Linked DNA regions of Mustela erminea: region 1 is linked to region 2. Evidence: chromatin contacts called from public Hi-C data. All regions are on one chromosome and are shown on one strand. The core of a region is the stretch at or near the end of the contact, and the rest is flanking DNA. Distances in the headings are between cores, read along the strand shown.

What was found. Hi-C and Micro-C count contacts between places; a contact is called where the count stands out from the background.
Region 1: a contact with region 2 is called in a Hi-C map of skeletal muscle, with 10 times the contacts expected there. The contact joins the enhancer-like site here to the promoter of BTG1 in region 2. A contact is called at or near these places in 3 of 3 Hi-C or Micro-C datasets (fibroblasts, skeletal muscle and spleen).

Annotation. Positions count from the first base shown.
Region 1 is chr6:27,831,114-27,838,418 of mMusErm1.Pri, forward strand. No RefSeq gene overlaps it. Among named protein-coding and RNA genes, the nearest start is that of BTG1, 100 kb to the left of the region's middle. Within about 2 kb of position 4,693, the one cell type or tissue checked has open chromatin away from gene starts, as enhancers often do. A contact at or near this core is called in fibroblasts, where this site is marked.
Region 2 is chr6:27,728,077-27,735,253 of mMusErm1.Pri, forward strand. BTG1 (protein BTG1) reads left to right here and starts at 2,383. Exons shown (of 2, transcript XM_032346784.1): 1 at 2,383-2,850; 2 at 3,828-5,147. The coding sequence starts at 2,703. The coding sequence ends at 4,195.

The DNA of each region.
Region 1 (7,305 bases), core at 3,443-5,942, 110 kb after region 2:
TTTAGCCAGAAGTTTTATATTTATTAAGATGAATCTTTAAGCACAATTAGTTTCTGATGATAACTAGAGCTCATCAGCATTTGTGAACTCCTGGCAAACAAAATGAGAATCTTCATGTTTTTTTCATTTCCTTGTGCCTCACCACTTTCCCACACGGGATCATCTGTAATTTTTGGTCTAAATTACAATCAGTAAAAAAATAACTTTTTTATATTATTGATATTTGATACATCAAAGTGATTAAAACTTAATACATGATTTATCTATCATCTATCTTCCTCCCTGAACCCTCTTCTTACACCACAATTTTTTCGTTATCTTGGCTTCTTAGTTTTTTTGGTGAAGTTGGTTCAGATTGCAGGAGTTTCTCTCCAGTGATTATGAGGGTAGAAGAAGACATCCTTTAAAGAGGTCTGAAACTCTAGCTGTCTCAGAGGTGTCTCTAGCTACCTGTGACAATGAATGGCCCCAACTCTTTGGTCTCCGAGCCCACACTCACCTGTCTGAGCCTGTCGGCACTGGCTGACCTCTCTGTCTCAGTATATCAGGAGGTGGCACACCTAGTCTCTCTAACATGCATTTTCCCCTTAATCAAGATGACAATTGTTTCTTGACCTCCTCCATCTGAAGTTCCCCATAATCACTCTTATCTCTGCTCTGCTTCCGTCCAGTATGGTGTTCTCTGGCTTTGTTTCACCAAGAATTTATCCCATCTGTGTTATACCTTTTTTTAAAAAATTCTTTAATTTTTTTTTAGGGACCCACTCTCCAGTTTTCTATAGCAGCTGTACCATTTTACATTCCCACCAGCAAAGCACAGAAGTTCCAGTTTTTCCACATCCTCATTACTACTGATTTTTGTTTTGCTTTTGTTTTGGGGGATGACGTGGCATCTTGTGGTTTTGATTTGCATTATGGTAACAGTTACTGCTCTTCATGGTTTTATTGGCTGTTTGTGTGTCTTCTTTGGAGAAATACAGTATATCTTTTATGATTATCTCACATCTTTGGTATTGACATCACTCTTGTTTTCCAGTGCTGTTATATATATATGTGTGTGTGTGCATCTGTATGACTGGTTTTATCTATGTATGTATTATTACATATACTTATTTACTTGTTTAACTTATTATCACAGCTAACCAGCTCATCTACCATTGCTATGCTGTTTCAAAAATAACTTTTGATTTGGTCTTCCTCCCCTTGGTTTTTGTCCTTTTTTGTTCATTTGTTTTAGATCTGTTTATCCTTTTTTGTTGTTGTTTAGTATAATCCGACCTGAAGGTAAACGTCTATCTTTTTAGTCCCCTACGGATAAAAACTAACACTGAAATCTTAACTCTGATATTTATTTACTATGTATACTCTGCCGAGTGGCAAAGAATGCATTTCCAGTATTGACATCCCTCTGGTACTAAGGGCATCTGTAAAGACATTAATATGAAAGAGCCAGAAGCTTACAATGGAAACAGTGTTGTCCAAAACAGTTTTCTGTAAGTGTACTTGTCTTGAAAGGATTCTGTATGTTCCTTCAGGGAAATGGATGCTTTCCTTTAACACACTTCAAATTGGCAATCACCCCGTTTTCTAGAACTGCATTATCAATTTTTGTTTCATATTTGAATCAATGGAAGAAATAATTAGTATTCTACAAGGAAGTTATTTTTTATTAAAAAAAATGTGATTTCTAAACATGTATGTCTGTGTGCTTTAAGGTAAATTGTTCTCATTTATTGGGGTCAATTATTGCTTTTGCCATGGAATTCCATCTTTGAAATTATAGTGCAAAATCTTGGAATAAAAGTTAATTCATAAAATTTCATTTTAGGCATTTTCAGCATCAGAGTTAACGTTGAGGTTAATGTTCTTGTGTTATATGTCATATAGGCATGTTACAAAGTGTGGCAGACCTAAACGTAATGCTCTTCCAACTCATCTCTAACACACTCACAATTCCAAAATGATCATTCATGTAAATTCAGGAAAACTGATCAGTATATAAACAACAGTAGTTTGTTTAAAAAGACAAGAAAACAGAAAGATCTATTTAATGCTTTTCACAACTCAAGGTCTATATTTTGAGAGTATGGTTGTACCAACCTCTCAAGAGACATCAGACATCTGGGCTCTCACTTGGACCGTTTTTCTCATAATGTATATGATCTGTGTACTAGGGCCCATGTGTGATTCATGTGCACTTTTTGATTTTACCTGGAGCCTCCTTTGCTATGTGTATTCTCTTTTTGCCAGATCTCTTTGTCTCTGGGACGTGTGTTGTCTTGTTTAGATTTGGGGGCAAATAATAAAAATGAGAACCCAAAGGAACAGGGTATTTTGCTGCTGCAAGGGACTAACAGGGTAATTTCTTCCAGATTTTTCATTGTTTACATGAGAAAATTTAGACCTAGAAAAACAAGTGCCTGGTTGAATTTTCACAACTGGCTAGCGCTAACGAGAAGACATGTACAGTGGTAGGTGGAGTAGGTTTTCTGGCGTCTCATCCGTGTCCTTGCTTCAAGCCAGATGATTCAAGTTATGACGATGCCAAATTTCAGATCTAAAAATGTCTCTAGCTCTAGAATGTAGATAATACATATCAAATTTGTACCTTGCTTTTGAAGAAATTTATACTGAAAATTTGTGTTTTTGCATTAGCTTTTTTTCTTAATCACCTGAGGTTATGCTGTTTGAGTAAATGAAATACAGTTAAGTTGCTAAGGTAAATTCCAAATAACCACACTATGGAATGTGACATGAATGTCACCTTGGAAAAAAGTGTTTCTTGCCAAAGCCTAAGTATAATAATATAATATTTATTTTGAGTCCTTGAAAGAGTTCCGGTCTGTTCAATTTAGGCTTTTATGTTTAAACACTAAAGGGTTTTCTGTATAAAATCAAACAAACCCACAAGTAGACAGCAAAGCATCTGGATCATAGACTGGGCTTTGTCTAAAAGCCTCTTTTAGGGGCTGAGTTAACAAAGAATGCGTATTTTGTCTGTTTGCTATGTAACATTAGTAGTGGAAAGCCAAGTTACTATTTATTTTATAGCTTTTGCCTTAAGCTTATCATTTTATTGGTGTGTGTGTGTGTGTGTGTGTGTGTGTGTGTGAAAGAGAGAGAGAGACAGAGGAATCAGGGAAAGGGAGAGAGAGTGAGTGAGTGAGACAGGGAAGGAGGGAGAGGGAGAGAATGAGAGAGACTGAGAAAATGTTTAGAAGCAAACTATGACCCCTCTTTAGTAATTGGCACCCTTACACAAAGAGTAAAGGGCTTATTGCAACTTGGTTTGGGGTCAAGAACACTGAAATGAGGAAACCTGAATTTCACTTCCAGCTTTGATGTGTCTACTTGTGTGATGTTGAGCAAGTCACTTGCTTTCTCTTGGTCTTGATTTCTTCATCTGTGAAATAACGGAGAATAAAATTTAATTTCAAACCCTACCCAACTCAAAAGTTTCGCAATTCTCTGAAATAAAATGAGTAGTGAGTGTAGTCTTACTTCACCCGTCCTCACAAAGTAAATAATATGTAGTAGCCGTAAGTGTCCGAATGATTTACTTCTTGGAAAGAATTGCATGAGAAAGTTCACTGCCTTAGAGGGCACTGTCTACATTTACAAATATTTTTTTTTCTTCATTAACCTAGCAGGCTTTTTTTTTTTTTTTTGGAACTTATTGGCAACTTTGTGTTTATTATAGACAACATTTCAATTAGATCTTGTTCTTAAAAATGTGTTCATTATATAATAAAAAATTATTTTCTCTGATAAGAATGTTAGAATTTATGCTTACCTGTATTTTCTTTTTCTTTCTTTTTTTTTTTTTTTTTTTTAAGATTTTATTTATTAGACAGAGAGAGACACCGCAAGCAGGAGGAGTGGCAGAGAGAGAGGAAGAAGCAGATTCCCCACTAGGCAGGGAGCCGGATGAGGGACTCAGTCCCAGGATCCTGGGGTCATGACCTGAGCAGAGGGCAGATGCTTAACCAACTGACCAACCTAGGCACCTCTATACTCACCTATATTTTCTGTGATTATTTGATGATCTGTTCTCACCCCAAACTATACAGTCCATGACAGAGAGGTTATTACCAAACGTTTGGTTCACAATTTAATCCTAATATTTTGTGTAGTGCCTGGCACTTAGTATCTATTCTCTGAGGGAAGAAATAGTTTTTCAGTAGTCTGACCAGGATGGTTCTGTATCAGATGCCATATATCCTCTTAGACTCATCCAAGGAAACGTCCATAAAGAAAACATGAGACTCAACGTATAGTCTTTTTGAGTTCTCTGGATTATATCACTGATGGGGAAGCATTTTTTTAGTTATTGGTTTCCTTTTTTTGGTGTTGATCTGGCTTGATAAATTTTCCATTATAATTTCCAGTGTTTTCCACTACAATTTCTGGTGTTAGAGAGTGTGTGGATGCTATCTACTTTTTCTGCTTGCTGTCTGTAGAGAAAGGCTGTTCGTAAACCAAGGTTAAGCAGCTCATTGACGATGCCTCCTTCCTTACCTTCATGCAAACTTCCAGGACTCTTTATATAGGTCCATAACTTCCATTTGCTAAAATACTTGGATAAGCATTCTGTCTCATCGTCTTCTGCAGGGGCGGTGTGACTCACTCCAGCAAGCCCGAGCAAGGCCAGAGTCAGGAGGAAGCCAACAGCTGCTGGATCTCCTACCGAACACACTGGCAAGAGGGGCCAGTGGGCAGGGCTTCAGTCTCCACATGCTTGTTATGTCCTAGCAATGTCCCGGCTCAGTTAGATCAGAGATACGGGTCATTTTTGTAATTTTCCTTTTTCAGTCATACCTATAACAGTTGGAGCTGGGATATTCTACGAAAAGCAATGCAATAATACTCATTTGAAGACGTACAAAGATTAAGATTATGGAGGGGTAAAAGAAAAATATCTCAAGCCCTCTTCCTTTTTTCCTTTTTAATTTCTCCTTACCTCCTTCCATACCTTCTTTCCTTTCCTCCCTCCTCCCTTTCCTTCCTTCCTTCCATTTCAGAGAGGTGACACGTTATAGCAAAAAGATGAAAAGACATACTACTTGGCCTCTCGACTTCACCATTTTCTGTCAAGTCACTTTAACCTCTCCGTTCCCTCAGGTGTTCTTACTCACAGCACGAGATTGTACGGAGGCTTAAGTTATATAATACCATCAGCTACTATTTATTAAACATCAAATATGCGCTTTATCCAATTTAATCTTCACAATAATGCTGCAAGCAAAATGTCTGGTCCCTGGTGGGTGACTTAGAAATCATGACCTGATGGAAGTATTAGATGCTCTTCGTAACTCCAAAAGCACTTTTGGAGTAAGTGCTTACTTATTTAATTCTCAGGTGCTATTATTCATGTCATTATCCCCCATGGCCCTGCCACCAAAGTGAAACTAGTCATTCATTCATTCAAGTTAGGCTCTTTGAGTTTCTGCTATAGTCGCGGGCAGGGGGGAAGGGAAGCAAAGAACAAGACAGTTCTTAACATCAAATGGGTTATAATTAGTAGAGGTTATAGATAAGTAAACAGATAGTTATAACCAGGTGGGATGAGCTCTCTGACAGTGGGAAACACAGAGTGGATGTTTAAGAAGGACCCCTGAATTTCAATTTGGGTGTTCAGGGAGGGTTCCTTGGAGGAAAGCATGTCTGTGCTGAGACCGGATTAGAGCTTGGAGTAGATGTAAAGGCACTGAGAGGAGGGGAACTCTGACGCCTTCTGGAAACAGAGCAGTTTGTTCTGGAATGTGAAGGGATCGCCGGGAGAGGAGGCTGGGGTGAGCAAGGCTGTTAGTCACGGAAGGGCTCAGTGCCCATCCCGCAGAAACTGTCTGATCTCTCAGGCTGTCAGCTGTTGCTGGCTTCTCATTCCCCTCCTCCTCAGGTTGGCTCTGGAACCAGGGCCTGCTGTACGGCTGACTCCTGGGACTCTGGATCTGACGGGCAGGTGCTTAAGTTGCTGGACACTGAGTCACTGAAGCTGAGTTCTTGGTCCTGAGAAAGAAAGGCTTATCTTACTAGCAGCAAGGTAGGACATTCTTGGCCAGTTGGCTATGTCTAGCTACCACGGCTACCCTCATCTGAGGGGTGCTGGGCTATGGGGCAAGGAGGCTCTCGTCAAGGGTCTCTTTCTGGCCAGCATTTGGCAGTCCGAGGCCCTTTTCGCAGGCCTGGGAATCTGAGGCCTGGCTGACAGAGAGTCATCAACTCACTTTCCACTGGGTCTCTCTGAATCTAAATTTGCCTTCTGGAATACCTGAGCAAGCCAGACTCTGTGACGTGATCACCTAATTACCATTTCACTTTTCCTGGGAACTGAGAGATAAACGAAATGTAGATCAGTGAGCTAGGTGGATGACCAGTTCATTTATTGACTCACAGATTGTTTATCTTTCTACGATCCCGGCAACCAGGCCCGCCAGAGGGCAGAGAGAAGTCTGAGGGATACTCAGGGTACACAGATAGACTAGCAGGCAGTCAGTTCTCAGTCTTCGCCTTTCCTTTGTGGGACCGGTCAGATGTTACTTCTCTCTGAGTAAGACAACCACGTATTTCATTGTCCAATCCTGGACGTTTTGGAAAATGAAAGAGGCTGCCCGTAACTGCTGTCCATGGACAGCAGGCATAAGCTGGGATGTCCCAGCAAAGCCAGACGTAGGGTTGCCCTAACCATGAGCTCTCTCTGTTCCTCTGACAGTTTCCCCCCTAGTTCACGGTGTCGGGGCTTTGGTGGAGAACCTGCGGCCCAGTCGTTTCTGGGTCTTGTCACAGCATTACTTTTCACGTTCCCAAAAGCAATTTTCGAAACACTTCCCACTTTCTGAAATCCTCATGTTTCTGAAAGGTCGTATTAGCCATTTTAATACAAGACCATTGATTTCTAGTCCAAGCAAAGAAATGGGGTGGTAAAAAAAAAATGGGAAACTGAAGAGAAGATAATCCTGAAGAGGAAAAACTGCAGCTGTACTTTCTGCTTTTTTATAATCTTTTCTTAATTAGAATGTGGAGGTGGAAACATCATTTTCTTTAAAGTGGCAGCCCTCCCAAGTCTGTATGTCCTACATTATCAGCTTTGATGCTACCAGACTCGATGGGTAGGGGTCAGTATCTGAGTTATTATTGTTTGTCCAGAGAGGTGACAAGGAAGAAAATATCTCACGTATGACTAACAGACGGGAGAGACTCAGGAGGCTCGTCTTGATTTACAACTGTTTTCTTGTAAACACGTCTCTTGGAAAAATCATAAGGAAAATGTCAGTGTGCTGTGAAGCCGACAGCACCTCAGCTGCC
Region 2 (7,177 bases), core at 1,133-3,632:
TTTATAATTCAAAAGCTGTGGAGAAGCACTAGCTTGCTTTTCAGATGGGAAGAGCCTGACTAAACCTCTGGAAAAATACTACTGAACATATGTATGTCCAGAACTGAAAACTGTTAGTAATTAACATTGTGCCCTATCTAAAGCTTTCATTTAGGACCAATGTTTATTTCCAGCTCTCTCCCTGAGTTCTCCCTAGATACCCTACAAAGAAGAGTAAGTTCTTAAATCCATTAGTCACTTAAAATAATGATTTAAGGAGGGAAACATACATATACGATAAAAAAAACTGTGTGCATGTGAGTTTAACTTTCTGGTAACCCTATTCAACTGATTTTAAAAAGCTTTCAGAAGGGGTCCAGCCCCTGCCTGGGAAGGCAGTTAAAAGTGGAGAGAACACACCCTTGGGAGACAAGTCTGAGTTCAAATGCTAGAATTTTGTTAACTTCATAAATTGTTTTGCAGAGGAGTCAAATAGAGCTCAGGATTATTAGGAGCCCAAGTTGGAGACCAGGCTTGGAGCAGAAAAACCTTCATTTGATTTATCATCTAATGCTCAAATGACTGATAAGGTGAAAGAAAAGAGAAGAGCCAGAGATTAAGGGTGGGTGGAGTTAGGGATATCAGAAGATCTTGTGCTAGGGCTCCGGCGATTTTCAGAATTTACTTCTGTTTCCCTGTCTCCCTTTTGAGTAGTAAAAGAGGTTTGAAGTCCTCAGTGAATTACCATGACGTTTATTTTAAGCACGGCTCTTTCTGAAAAGTCCTAAGAGGAAACAAATGTGCCTTATTTACAATTATTTTTGAGGTACTCAACCAAAAAAATTAAGATGTTCACAAAACTCAATGCTTTTAACAATACCATCTTAAAAGTATTTAACTTAGTTCACATGTAACTAGTTACTGTGTATGAATGAAAAAAAATCTGCAAGCTCTTTCAAACCCAGTTTTGCATATTTCATTTAAACAATAAAACGTTTTCTTCCTCTGCTTTATAACATCCTGCTTTTGCTTCATTTCTATACTTTTTTGGTGCAGTATTTTTTAAACACACACACACACACCTCAAAGTGGTGTGTTTTGCAATACTGATGAAACTAAACTCAGGGTATTTATTTCCATCTGGTAGAGTTCAACTTCTGCCTCTTGTTTGCTTTCTCCATCTGCCCGACTCACTATCTTTTTTTTTTTTCCCCTCCTCCTTAATGGAGTTAGGGTTAACCCACTCTTGGGCTTAATCGTTTTAGCAGTCTCAAGCCATAATACGATTGTGTTTTGTTTTGTTTTGTTTTCTAGTTTTGCAAGTAAGGTTTCCAGTAAACTCAAATGTCTACGACTAATACTTTCACAAGCTCCAACTCTAATCTTTATTTTCTTGTTTTTATAATGAGCAGCAGAACTCTAAGGGCCCGACAGTTACCGGACTATAAAAAAAGAATCTCTGGTTAGGGTTTAAACGGTGTAAAATGCATTAAACAACTTTCCCCCTCTAATAAAGCTTAAACTTCACGGAATCCGCGTGACTACATTTATCTTCAATAGCAGGCTTTCCTATCAGCACTAAGTTGGATTCTCTAAGTTCTCCACTCCTCTCGTTTGCCTCCAGAAGCTACTAAACAGCAACCACAAAAGGCTTACTAGCCTTTTCTTTATTTTGCAGTTAAACTTTCACAAAGACATCCCCCACTCCTTCCCGAAGGTGGAGCAGGAAGGGCTCCGTGGAGTTGGCAGCGCCTCTGCTAGGAGACCTCGGCTCCCTGGGCTCTGCAGAAAGACCCGCAAAGGTCCCCTTACTCCACTTCCTCCGCACCTTCCGCACGGGGACCCGAACCGCCCTGTTCCGCACATGCCTCCAGCTTGGGGATCCATCCTCTCAGACCGGAGCGGGAACGGGATACAAGGGATACAAACACCCAGCGCGCGAGTGGACCGGCGGCGCGGACCTGCAGCCGAATCCGCGCGCGCGGACAGCCTGAGCAGGGCGGCTTTTATCTGCCCAGCACCGAGCCTCCCCGCCCGCGAGCCCAGGCAGCGCACTTTCGCAGAGGATGCCCTGGCGCTGGGCCCGGAGTTGCTGAAGCGGGAAGGAGGGGCTAGAGCTGGGGGCGGGGCTTTCACACGCGCACCCCCGCTCGGCTCGATCCCCTGGCCACAGCCCGCCGGTCTCCGGCCGCCGCTCTGGAGTTTATTTGTTTACAAGCGGATTACGTCAGCTCCTCCCTCTCCTCCCTGTCTCCGCATCCGCCCCCTGCTCTCTTTTCCCGCCCCCTCCGGCTCCGAACCTGGTGCGTCACAATGGTGCGATCTGCGGATTGGCTGGAGTCGGCCGTCATACTCCAGCTACGCCACTTCCTTTCCGCGGCGCTATAAAAGCTACTGCACGGCGCCAGCATCTCTTCGCCCCTCCGAGCTGGAAATGCAACTGTTGGGAGCTTCGGAGGCTGGGGAGCTGGACGCGGAGGCGGCTGGGGAAGTCCGAGCGATGTGACCAGGCCGCCGTCGCTCGTCTCTTCCTCTCGCCTGCCGCCTCCTGTCGTGAAAATAACTTTTTTACTATAAAGGAGAAAAAAAGTAGCTGTCCGCCCCTCCCGCCCTCTTTTCCTCTCAGCCCTCTCACCTGCGAGGGAGCCCGGGGTGGCCGCTCCGCCGTCGGGGCCGCGCCGCCGAGCCCCGGCCGCCCCGGGCCGCCCCCGCCCGCCGCCCCCATGCATCCCTTCTACACCCGGGCCGCCACCATGATAGGCGAGATCGCCGCAGCCGTGTCCTTCATCTCCAAGTTCCTCCGCACCAAGGGGCTCACGAGCGAACGACAGCTGCAGACCTTCAGCCAGAGCCTCCAGGAGCTGCTGGCAGGTGAGCCGGCCGCGGCGGGAGGGCGAGGGGCGCCGGGCGGACACGGACCGTACACCCCGGGCGGGAGGCGGGCCGAGCCGTCGGGCCACGGGAGCCGCGTCTCTGCCCCGGGCGGGCAGCGCTCGGGTCCCGCCGCGGGACCGGGGCTGGCGCGCCAGGCGGCCGCTAACGGCGGGTCCTGGCGAGGGTTTGGGGGCTGGGCCGAGGGCGCCCCCTCCCCCCACGGCTGGCCCACGGAGGGGAGAAGGAAACAGGCGCACAACAAAGAAACTACGGCCACTGAGGCGGGAGCTGCGGTCCTCGGACCGTCCGCGGTTTTGGGGACAAAGGAGCTGTGGGGCCGGGGTTGGTTCGACGCCCCCTCCCCCAACCCCCTCCAGCCGTTGTGGGCTCGGCGGCCGGGCCCGGGGGTGGGAAACCGCGCCGCTGCCCCGGGGCCAGCCCGGGACGGACGTGCCGTCTCCCCGCGCCTCCTACCTCTGACCATTAATCATCGGATTTGTCACCGGTTCAGTTACAGCCCAGCCCAGAGCGTGGTTTAGGGTTGCTTGTTTTTCTTCCCTTTGGGGATAACAGTCCGGTGGCGCTTCTCCTGCAGAGCCATAAACCCCATTGTGTGCGGCTGGGCTGGGGTGGGGTGGAGAAAAGTAAACAGGTTCCCGCCTGGCCGCCGGTGCCATCCGGCTGCCCGGCCTGCCGAGGCCGCGCGCCGGATTCTGTTCTGGCGGCTTGACCGGTTGGTTCCTGGAGATTGTTTTGTCCCATGCTACTGTGTTATTTCTAAAGCCCTGCCCGCTCTCTCCGCAGCCCCGCACACGCACAGCAGCGAGAGCAATGCTGGGCATTTTTTAAAAGTTGATAGTTTAAATTTCTCACTTCTCAGAAGAGCCAGCGGAAGAAAGAAGCTACAGCGGGCTCTAACAGTAACGATCTAAAGCGTTGTTTCTCTGTTCTGTTCTTTTCTTTCTTCCCTATAGAACATTATAAACATCACTGGTTCCCAGAAAAGCCGTGCAAGGGATCAGGTTACCGTTGTATTCGCATCAACCATAAAATGGATCCTCTGATTGGACAGGCAGCACAGCGGATTGGACTGAGCAGTCAGGAGCTGTTCAGGCTTCTCCCAAGTGAACTCACACTCTGGGTTGACCCCTACGAAGTGTCCTACAGAATTGGAGAGGATGGCTCCATCTGCGTGCTGTACGAAGCCTCACCAGCAGGAGGTAGCACTCAAAACAGCAGCAACGTGCAAATGGTAGACAGCAGAATCAGCTGTAAGGAGGAACTTCTCTTGGGCAGAACAAGCCCTTCCAAAAACTACAATATGATGACTGTATCAGGTTAAGATATAGTCTATGGATGGATCATCTTATAATGGATGGATAAATTTGATTTTTGCTTTGGGTGGGCTCCTCTTGGGGATGGATTATGGAATTTAAACCATGTCACAGCTGTGAAGATCTGGCACAAGATAGAGTGGTAAAAAAAAAAAAATTTTTTTAAAGTGACAGTGCCATAGTTTGGACAGTACCTTTCAATGATTTAATAGCCTGTGAGTCCAAGTAAACGATCGCTTTATTTGCTAGGGAGTGAAGTCCTAGGGTGGTTTCAGTTTCTCCCAGATGTTACACCTAAATTTTTTCCATCAACCCCTTTAAGGCAAATCTGTATTTCAAAGAACCTTTCTCTGCAGTAGATCTTGCAGAGGAAATTTGCACTATAACACTTGAAAATTGTTAACTTTTTTGGCAGCTCAATAGGAAAGCTCAACATTTTAAATGTGGTAGTACTGGAAATTTTGACAAGACTTTTACCTAGCACTTAAATATGTATAAATGTACATAAGACAAACCTAGTAAGCATGACCTGGGGAAATGGTCAGACCTTGTATTGTGTTTTTGGCCTTGAGAGTAGCAAGTGACCAGAATCTGCCATGGCAACAGGCTTTAAAAAAGACCCTTAAAAAGACACTGTCTCAACTGTGGTGATAGCACCAGCCAGCTCTCTGTACATTTGCTAGCTTGTAGTTTTCTAAGACTGAGTAAACTTCTTATTTTTAGAAAGTGGAGGTCTGGTTTGTAACTTTCCTTGTACTTAATTGGGTAAAAGTCTTTTCCACAAACCACCATCTATTTTGTGAACTTTGTTAGTCATCTTTTATTTGGTAAATTATGAACTGGTGTAAATTTGTACAGTTCATGTATATTGATTGTGGCAAAGTTGTACAGATTTCTATATTTTGGATGAGAAATTTTTCTTCTCTCTATAATAAATTGTTTCTTATCTTGGCATTTTAATCAATCTCTTGTCATGATTATAGAGGTTCAGCTATAAAAGATACGTTTCTCAGAAGACTTAGGTCAAATAAGCTATATGAATGTCAGTTGCACATTGGTCATGCTGAAAAACATTTGATAGGAGTGAAGATGATCTGTGTATACATATTTAGGTGTTAGAGGAAACACAGGGTAACTTTTTTTTTTTATCTATAAAGTCAAAACATGGACACATTGCCAGGCTTATCTCGTGAAATGAGGATGAGAGACAAAGGTAGCCTCTACCAGACAAAGTGATACTCAAAAGGATTGCGTGTCATTGCTTCCCTGTTGAAGTGAAGATCTAAATGTTCCATTCTGCCCATCTTTGAGAAACCATTATTTTGCCCCATGGAATCCTTGTTCCATTAGAAAGTCCTGGGGTAGATGACCCATAGTCTTAAAGAACAGGCTAATCACTGCAGAGATTGGTTGCTTTTTGCTTTTCATCAGCTGCAAGATTACATAAAAATCACTTAAGCTGGAATTCAACGAAAGGTACGTTTGAATTTTTATTCTCAAAAGTTGAAATGTGAGTTTTTGATTCCTCCTCTTTGGACTTCTTTCAGATAAATTCTAAGAACCTAAAATAGAGTGCGGGAGTATAGATTACCCCACTACCCCGTATGATAAAAACTTGTTGGTAATTCTTTGGTCGTAGAGGATAACATGGTTCTTCCGTGGAAACTGAAAATGGGGAATTTTGAGTTCTCCTTTACACAGTTAAGTAACTTAGCATATAGTGGCTTTTTAGGGAGGTATTTATGTAAACATGCTCACAGTGGAAATATTTAGCAATTTAGGTTACTTGAAAGCAGTAGAGCCAGATTTGGGGATTGATGAATGATTGATTCTGTAGACTACATAGGAATACACAGCTGAATGTGCAGGTGTTTAGAATACAAACTGTGCGTGTACCTCACAGGTCATTCTTGGGTATTTGCTTTATAACTACAGCCCATCGAACCCCCTTGCCCATTACGGTTTTATTTTTCAGTGTGTTCTTCGAGAAAGCCTCCCAGTTTTTCAGATTTGAATGTGCAATGAAATAACTGGTAGTACAGTCTACCCAGTCTTCACCCCAGTTCTGACCACTATTTGCCAACCGCATCTCCTCTGAAGCCCCGTGGTGCTTAAAGTTCTGCATACTAAATCATTGGACCTGAAGGCCAAGGATCCAGAGAGTTGAGGAATAAATTCTAGTACCTAAAACTTGTGTCCTAGAACCTGTCCTCAGATGGAAAATAATTTTTGAAGATTTTGACATCAGACTTTTCAGTGCTTAAAAAGAAATGCAGTAGGAAGAGAACTTAATAAACATTTTAGAGTTCAGGTGATGTCTGGTATGTAAAGAGCTGTTAAGTTGTGCTTTAAAAATCTTGCAAGCATCACCGAGACCTAGCTTCCGGCTGTTAGCTGTGACTTTAATTTAACCTCATATTCCCCAGACAATTGTCTATGGTACAGTAGCTGGGGTTTCTCGTTCATTGCTTCCGGTCAGTGTTCTGCCTAGCTATTTGGATGGAAACATTTGAGTGTCTGCTGTATGCACACGCAGGTGTGTCCCAGACCTGCCTATGTGTAAAAGCACATTTCTGTGTGCTTTTAAGAAATGTAATAGTGATCACTGAAAAGACTTTTTACACTGCCTGAGATAGTTTCTAAGAAATCCTTTCAAAAGCATTCATTGCCATTCGCACCAAGGGTTCATAATTACTGGCAATACGTTGAGGAATGATACTTTCTGAATTTTAATGAGTAGTTTTAAAATTATTTCCTTAACCCCAGATGTAAGTACTGTCTTGCTCAATAATGCTGAAGCAAGGCTTACCCTAGTTCAAGCAGGATAATGGGGCTGTCGTCCCCTTCAGTCTGGAATGGGAGTCACTTGTCTGTCTGTACCCTTAATTGGCAAGATTTCTATATTATTAGACTGGAAAGGCCACTAGAAAATCGCTTCCTGGTCCTGTTGCACAGATGATTTCCTCAAGTCACGGTTACCAGTTGGAAGT